Linked DNA regions of Bicyclus anynana: region 1 is linked to region 2. The links are chromatin contacts, called in public Hi-C maps. All regions are on one chromosome and are shown on one strand. The core of a region is the stretch at or near the end of the contact, and the rest is flanking DNA. Distances in the headings are between cores, read along the strand shown.

Region 1 (3,372 bases), core at 149-2,648, 36 kb after region 2:
GAGGCTTTTCAATATAGGTGTGATATGTGCCAAATTTCTATAGCTTGGCAACTTCATTTGTAACACTCCTGATGGTCCGCGCGTGCCAGGGGACATGTAGCAATGAATGAAAAACCCATGACTGATGCACCTCACCTCCCCGCATGTACAATTTCACACCCCGTTTTTCCCCCCGTCGCCCGCATATCATGAGAGTGTCATCAACAAACTTGCCAGACTATAATCTTCTCTGACATTGCAACACACCAAACTGCACAGATAATTATAATGCCACTGGGATTTATGTTTTTTAAACTGCACAGCTATGTATGAATGGCACATGCAATATGCATGCTATGTATGGCACAGAGAGCTGTGATAGCCCAATGGATAATACCTCTGCCTTCAATTTGGAGGGTATAGATTCGAATCCTGCCTGAGACATGAACCTCCAACTTTTCTGTTATGTGCATTTTAAGATATTAAATATCTTGTGTCTCAAGGGTGAAGGAAAAACATTGTGAGAAAAACTATATCCCTGAGAATATTCTTAATTTTCTACATGTGTGATGTCTGCCAATCCGCATTGGCACAGCATGGTGGACTCTTAGCTTAATCCCTCTCAGTCTGAGAGGAGATTTGTGCTCAACAGTGAGCCGAATATGGGTTATTAATGATGAAGACAGCTATGTGCCTCCTAGCCTCATGTTAATGGTAGACTGGAAGTTTGATGCATTTCAATTGATCTGAAGTATGCAATTATAAAATTTTATAATTGCATACATTATATCATTTTAAATAAGATATCTGATAAAATTGTACTTTTTATAGAATATATAAAACTCATACCTAAAAGGTCATTTTAATAAGTGATTTAAATGTATGTGGAATTAGGCACATACGTAATATAAATAATTAAAAACTTCAAAGGCTACCTTTAGGTACGCTTCATAAAAATTCACATGGTCATATGAATCAGCAAACTAAGTAAAATGCTTGATAACGAATGTAAACAATAAATCTGTTTGTCTAACCAAAATACGATTCACACAAACAAAGTTAGATAGTTTGTACTTTGTGTAAGTTTTTATTATACTTCGTAAATTCGTGATATTATTAATAAATAAAAACCCAAAACCGTTACCTTTCAAAAACCGCAGGGCAGGCAGGTTACATTAACAAACTAGACCGATCACCGATGTTATGAATTCTCAACGGTAAAAAAACACGCGTTATCTTACGGAGTAAAGTCTGTAAAACACGGAACACTACAAATAAGTAACAGGTATTAATTAGTTTGACAAATAACCAGTAATAAAATTTTATATTTAATATCGTCAGTTCAAAAATAATAAAATCTAGACGCAAACAAATTACACAACGCGACACAACACGAAACCATCAGCCGTTTTCGGTTTTTCTGCAAATGCAAAGACAAGACAAGCGTCAAATGTCATTGTCAAGTGTCAATGTCACATCAGTACGCTCTCCAATGAGGTGCTGCCAGTTTGCATAATATATATGCATATTATAATAATGCCAAAAAATATTAAAATAATTATTATTTTTGTTTTAATACACACAAAAATAAAGTTCTATTTTTATGAAGTTGTAGATTAATAATTTGTTAAACCAATATTGTGTGTTACGGTCTAATAACATAGCGCCACCTAGTGATAAATAAGGTACTAATCTGTATAAGTTTCTTCATTAGTTTAAATAGTCACTACTAGATGGCAATTTACTTCTCGTCTCTTTTGGTAGATGGCGTTGGCACATAGTTTTAAAATTTGTAATTACCGAGACGAGATCATTCAATTTCAATGAGACAAAAATGGAGTTTATTCCTTGGAATCTAGAATTTATTTATTATATTTTGTGAGAATCGATTTTTCATACATAGCCTCCGGCATCGATATAAATCTACGATCGATGGCATCCGGTATGAAAAAATATGGGCAGTAAAATTCGATGAACGAATGACAGCGTTACGTTTTTGTGCGCAACCTATTCTGCGCACCTTTCACTGTGCGCTGCCGCCTACAGTGTGCACGCCGCGGCTTACGGAATGCTGCTCCTCGGCAGTCCTCGGTAGCGCATTTCAGGCGTGAGTATTGAAACGTACATAATGTATGCTGCGGGGCAACATTGGCAGAGAGGTAGTCTTTAATTAGTAGGTATCTGCTAAGAACGGATTCTGCGATAGGGCCGGATTAAGGTCCAGAGGCTCTCACAAGTTTGTATAAAAGTCTTTCATTTATTTTGCTATAAACTTGAAATTTAGCAGGGAGGTGTTTTATAATTGGTAGACGTCTGTTACAAGCCAATTTTACAACTTACTTATACTATATTATAGTAGTGGTCGAATATAACGTTCGTTGTTTAATAAGCGACTAAATGAAATTAAGTCAATTTTCCACATTTGTCACTCTGTTTTGATGTACTAGTCCATCTCTAGGCTAAAATATCATTGTATTGACCACATTCAGAGGAAGTATCTGTTCCAACCGTGCCGTGGTCGTGATAGCCCAGTGGGTATGACTTCTGCCTCCGATTCCGGAGGGTTTTTTTTGACGGCCTCCGTGGCGCAGTGGTATGCGCGGTGGATTTACAAAACGGAGGTCCTGGGTTCGATCCCCGGCTGGGCAGATTGAGATTTTCTTAATTTGTTCAGGTCTGGCTGGTGGGAGGCTTCGGCCGTGGCTAGTTACCACCCTACCGGCAAAGACGTACCGCCAAGCGATTTAGCGTTCCAGTACGATGCCGTGTAGAAACCCAAAGGGGTGTGGATTTTCATCCTCCTCCTAACAAGTTAGCCCTCCTAACAAGTTAGCAAGTGTGGGTGTGTGTCGAATCCGGCCCGGGGCATGCATCTCCAACTTTTCAGTTGAGTGCATTTTAAGAAATTAAATATCACGTTTCTCAAACTGTGAAGGAAAAACATCGTGAGGAAACCTGCATACCTACCACAGAATTTTCTTAATTATCTGCGTGTGTAAAGTCTGCCAATCCGCATTAGGCCAGCGTGGTGGACTAAGGCCTAACCCCTCTCATTCTGAGAGTAGACTCGAGCTCAGCCGTGAGCCGAATGTGGGTTGATAATGATGATGATGATGATCTAACATTTGGTCAATTATTTTTAATAAAAAGGTAGTAGGTCTTTATAATATAATCAAACACCAAAATAACTGAAAACATTTTATTTGATTCATAACTTTTTTTCATAATATAAATAACGCTCTTTATAATAATAACTGGAAGCCTCTACATAAAAATAAGTAGGTATGTTTTATATAATTACATTTCATATAGGTACAACAATATAATAGTAAGTAAAATGTATGCCGCGATATAGTTCTCGTCTAAAGCGCAAAATCATAATTAAAAAAATCA
Region 2 (3,252 bases), core at 103-2,602:
TTTAACTTTATTATCGTCAATCAAGTCGTTGTATAAAACATCAAACCTTTCTCTCTCCAAACTATTGGAATTACTTTTATTACCAAGTATATCATTCAATATGTCATCAACGTCAATACTCTTATCGTCATCCGTTAAACTATCTATTTTAATTGCTTCAGTCACACTAACTCTCGTTTTCTTGTCTTCTTTCTTTGAACTATTCTTTTCGTCAACGCTTTTCCCTTTAGGACTAATGACTAAATTAATTTTGTCTTTTTCTAAATTACTTTTATTATTGGAATGTTTAAGTTTCGACCTAATAGCACCATTATCTTTCTCTGGAAAGCAAGTAGTCGACGCGCTTTTTAAATTTTCTTTCTCGTGACTTTGCCTTCTATTAGAATTTGTTCGCGTTTTATCTCTATCTATAATTTTAGCGGTTTTTTGCGTTTTATTTTTTTCATCTTCTAATAAATTTTGAACAGACGAACTTCTGTTTGTTTTCTTTGTCAACTGGCAAGATTCTGAACTATTGGCTGCGGCAGCTCTCAAGCGTGAAGTTCGCGTGGTTCGTATAGGCACTGATGTTGAGGCTGTATTCAGGTTTAACTCTGAGGAAGACTTCAGGTTTGTGACAGTATCTTCTAAAGGTGACCGAGCTGCTTTCTTTGGACGCCTGAAATGAGACAGAAATAAACATTTAGTATAGATCAATAATGCCACTCTATGGACTGTCTCCAAGATTAAGTAAAGAGTAAGAAATCAAAGTTTCAAGAGGAATTGCTACTTTGGTAACCTATACTAATGTTATAAAGGCGAAATTGCAGTCGTTAGTTTGGGAATTTAGTTGCTTTATGCATGAAATTTAACATTAAAATTGTCAGGGGTAAAATATTTCGTATTTATATTATATTTAGTATACCGTTACTAATAAGCTACGAGTATATACACGTTCAACCATTGACCCTTCATTAAAAACGTGCAATGTATTTCTACTGGTTTTATTGCACAAATTAACAGTTTGCTTTTGACTATAAAATCGACAAAAAATGTGATTTCCAAACGATAATTTAAACGGCATTTGATGCCATACGCCACCCTTATATCATCTATGAAGATTGTATGGTGTAATCTCTGGATCTTGTGAACCGATTTTAAAAATTCTTTTACCACTATAAAGCCACGTTATTCGTCTGTGACACAGGCTATATTTTATCCTCATATTTTAACGGGAACAGAAACTATGCGGGAGATACCGCGTGTCGTCTGCTAGTTATGTAATAAAAAAGCATTTACCTTTCAGTAACGTTAGCGGAGAACAAAGTGGCTGTTCTAGCGATGAGCTGCACCCTCCGCTCTTCCTTGTATCTTTGTATCCTGGCCGCGCGGGCCTCGTCCGCTGATTGGCTCATTTCGTCTTCCGACTTCAGACTGTGTCACGTACTACTGTCTGCGATTGGTCTATTGCTTCGAAGGCTATTACGTCTACGAGTCTTGTCTAGCATGGCGACATCTAGCGCCTTACGGGCGGAATCATTGGCAGTGATGAATACAGGCTAAGGCTTGGGAGGTAGGCTTCAAGGCGTTGCGGTATCTGAAATTTACAAAATACACGATTTTACTCATACAATTTAAACATGAAGCGCTGTTTGTTCTAATACAGGGGTAGTTATAATTAAAAAAATACTAATACTAGTTATAATAATTAAAAAATATATAGGAAAAGCCCTAATGCGTTAAATTATTGAGTGGAAGTTAACCGAGTCAGATGTAGACTATTTTAATATTACAAAGAGGTGAAGTTTGCAGGGGGTAATAGCTGGATCAACAAAACAGATTTTGATAATTCTTTTATCATTAGAAGGCTACGTTATTTGTGAGTGTCATAGGCTATATTTTATCCTCGTAATCCCACAGGAACGATGAATTCACGTGTAAAACCGCGGGGCGTCTGCTAGTAAATAATCTTGAAGTTGTTTATAAAATACGAACAACAATTTTGCAGAATATAGATCAACGTTCAGTTAGAGATAATAGTAAAAACAATGCGAATTCCTGTAGCTAAGTAAACCAGTTTCTTCCAAGTCGAAACAAAGGGAATTAGCACGTGTAAAAATAATGTCTGCCACATTATTTTTACACACATACAATATAAGCTGTCGCACGCAAAATAGCAGAAACAATGCTGTTTAACTTATCGGGGACCACGAAGTGTGTATCAAGGCGCGTTGGCCTTTGTTCCATTGTTGCCATCCACCCCGTAAAGTACGCTTCTGCGAAATGGTTTAAGTGTAAGAATGATACTTAAGCCATTTCACAGAAGCGCACTTTACGGGGAGGATGGGAATTAGTCCTAATTAGTTTATCACGAATTATATACCTACAGATTAATTCCTTTCTTTTTCCACTTTTCTCTAGGAGGAGGGATAGGTGGAGGTTATACGTTCTGCTATATGTATATTTATTTTTACGTATCTATGTTCAACGATATTTCCGTCATTTATGGACCGATTTTGAAAATTCTGTTTTTGTTTGGAAGCGTATACTTCCAAGGTGGTCCCATTTTTTTCAGATCTGATGATGGCATCCTGGAGAAATCGAGTGGAATTTTCGAAAATCGTAGAGACGACTACTCGTAGTGCTTAGCTTTTCCGTCAAGTATCTTAAACGCTCAAAGCTTTACAGCAATTATCTCGTGTTTTGGGTTGATTAATGTGTATTGATGAGAACTATACATCTAGATAGTGACTGTCATTAGGGGTCTGATGATGGAGATGACGAACAGTAAATGGAACTCCTCAACAATGCACAGAAGCTAGCTTGTATTTGGGCTTGACTAATTTATATTGATGAGATCTTTCCACCTAGATGGGTCATGACTGCATTAGGAGTCTGGTGATGCAGACGAAGGACAGCTAAGGGAACTCTTGGACGGTTCACAGAAGCTACCTTGTGTTTGGGCTTGATAAATTTGTATAGTTAAAAATTTCCATCTAGATGGCTTGTGACTGCATTATAGGTCTGGTGATGAGGAGCAAGTACAGTAAAGGGAACTCCACGACGGTTCACAGTAACTACCTTGTGTTTGGGCTTGATAAATTTGTATTGATGAGAACTTTCTACCCAGTTGTTTTAAATAGGTATTCATACTTCGTGTTGTTATAGGGGAAATGAAATTTTGTATGTGACTTAAGGTAGTACTTTCAAAGTTGGGATTGTAGAACCTAGGTCATAAGAAAATAACGTTTCAGCTAATTGCTTATTTCCCTT

The links. Hi-C and Micro-C count contacts between places; a contact is called where the count stands out from the background.
Region 1: a contact with region 2 is called in a Hi-C map of whole body, with 1.6 times the contacts expected there. The contact joins the promoter of LOC112053498 here to the enhancer-like site in region 2. A contact is called at or near these places in 2 of 2 Hi-C or Micro-C datasets (whole body and whole larva).

Annotation. Positions count from the first base shown.
Region 1 is chr15:12,237,893-12,241,264 of ilBicAnyn1.1, forward strand. LOC112053498 (supervillin) reads right to left here and starts at 1,399. Exons shown (of 26, transcript XM_052885955.1): 1 at 1,124-1,399. LOC112054507 reads right to left here. Exons shown (of 3, transcript XM_052885963.1): 3 at 3,165-3,372.
Region 2 is chr15:12,201,954-12,205,205 of ilBicAnyn1.1, forward strand. LOC112053498 (supervillin) reads right to left here. Exons shown (of 26, transcript XM_052885955.1): 2 at 1,279-1,576; 3 at 1-658. The coding sequence starts at 1,394. Among protein-coding and RNA genes, the nearest start is that of LOC112053498, 36 kb to the right of the region's middle. Within about 2 kb of position 1,353, at least 5 of the 8 cell types and tissues checked have open chromatin away from gene starts, as enhancers often do.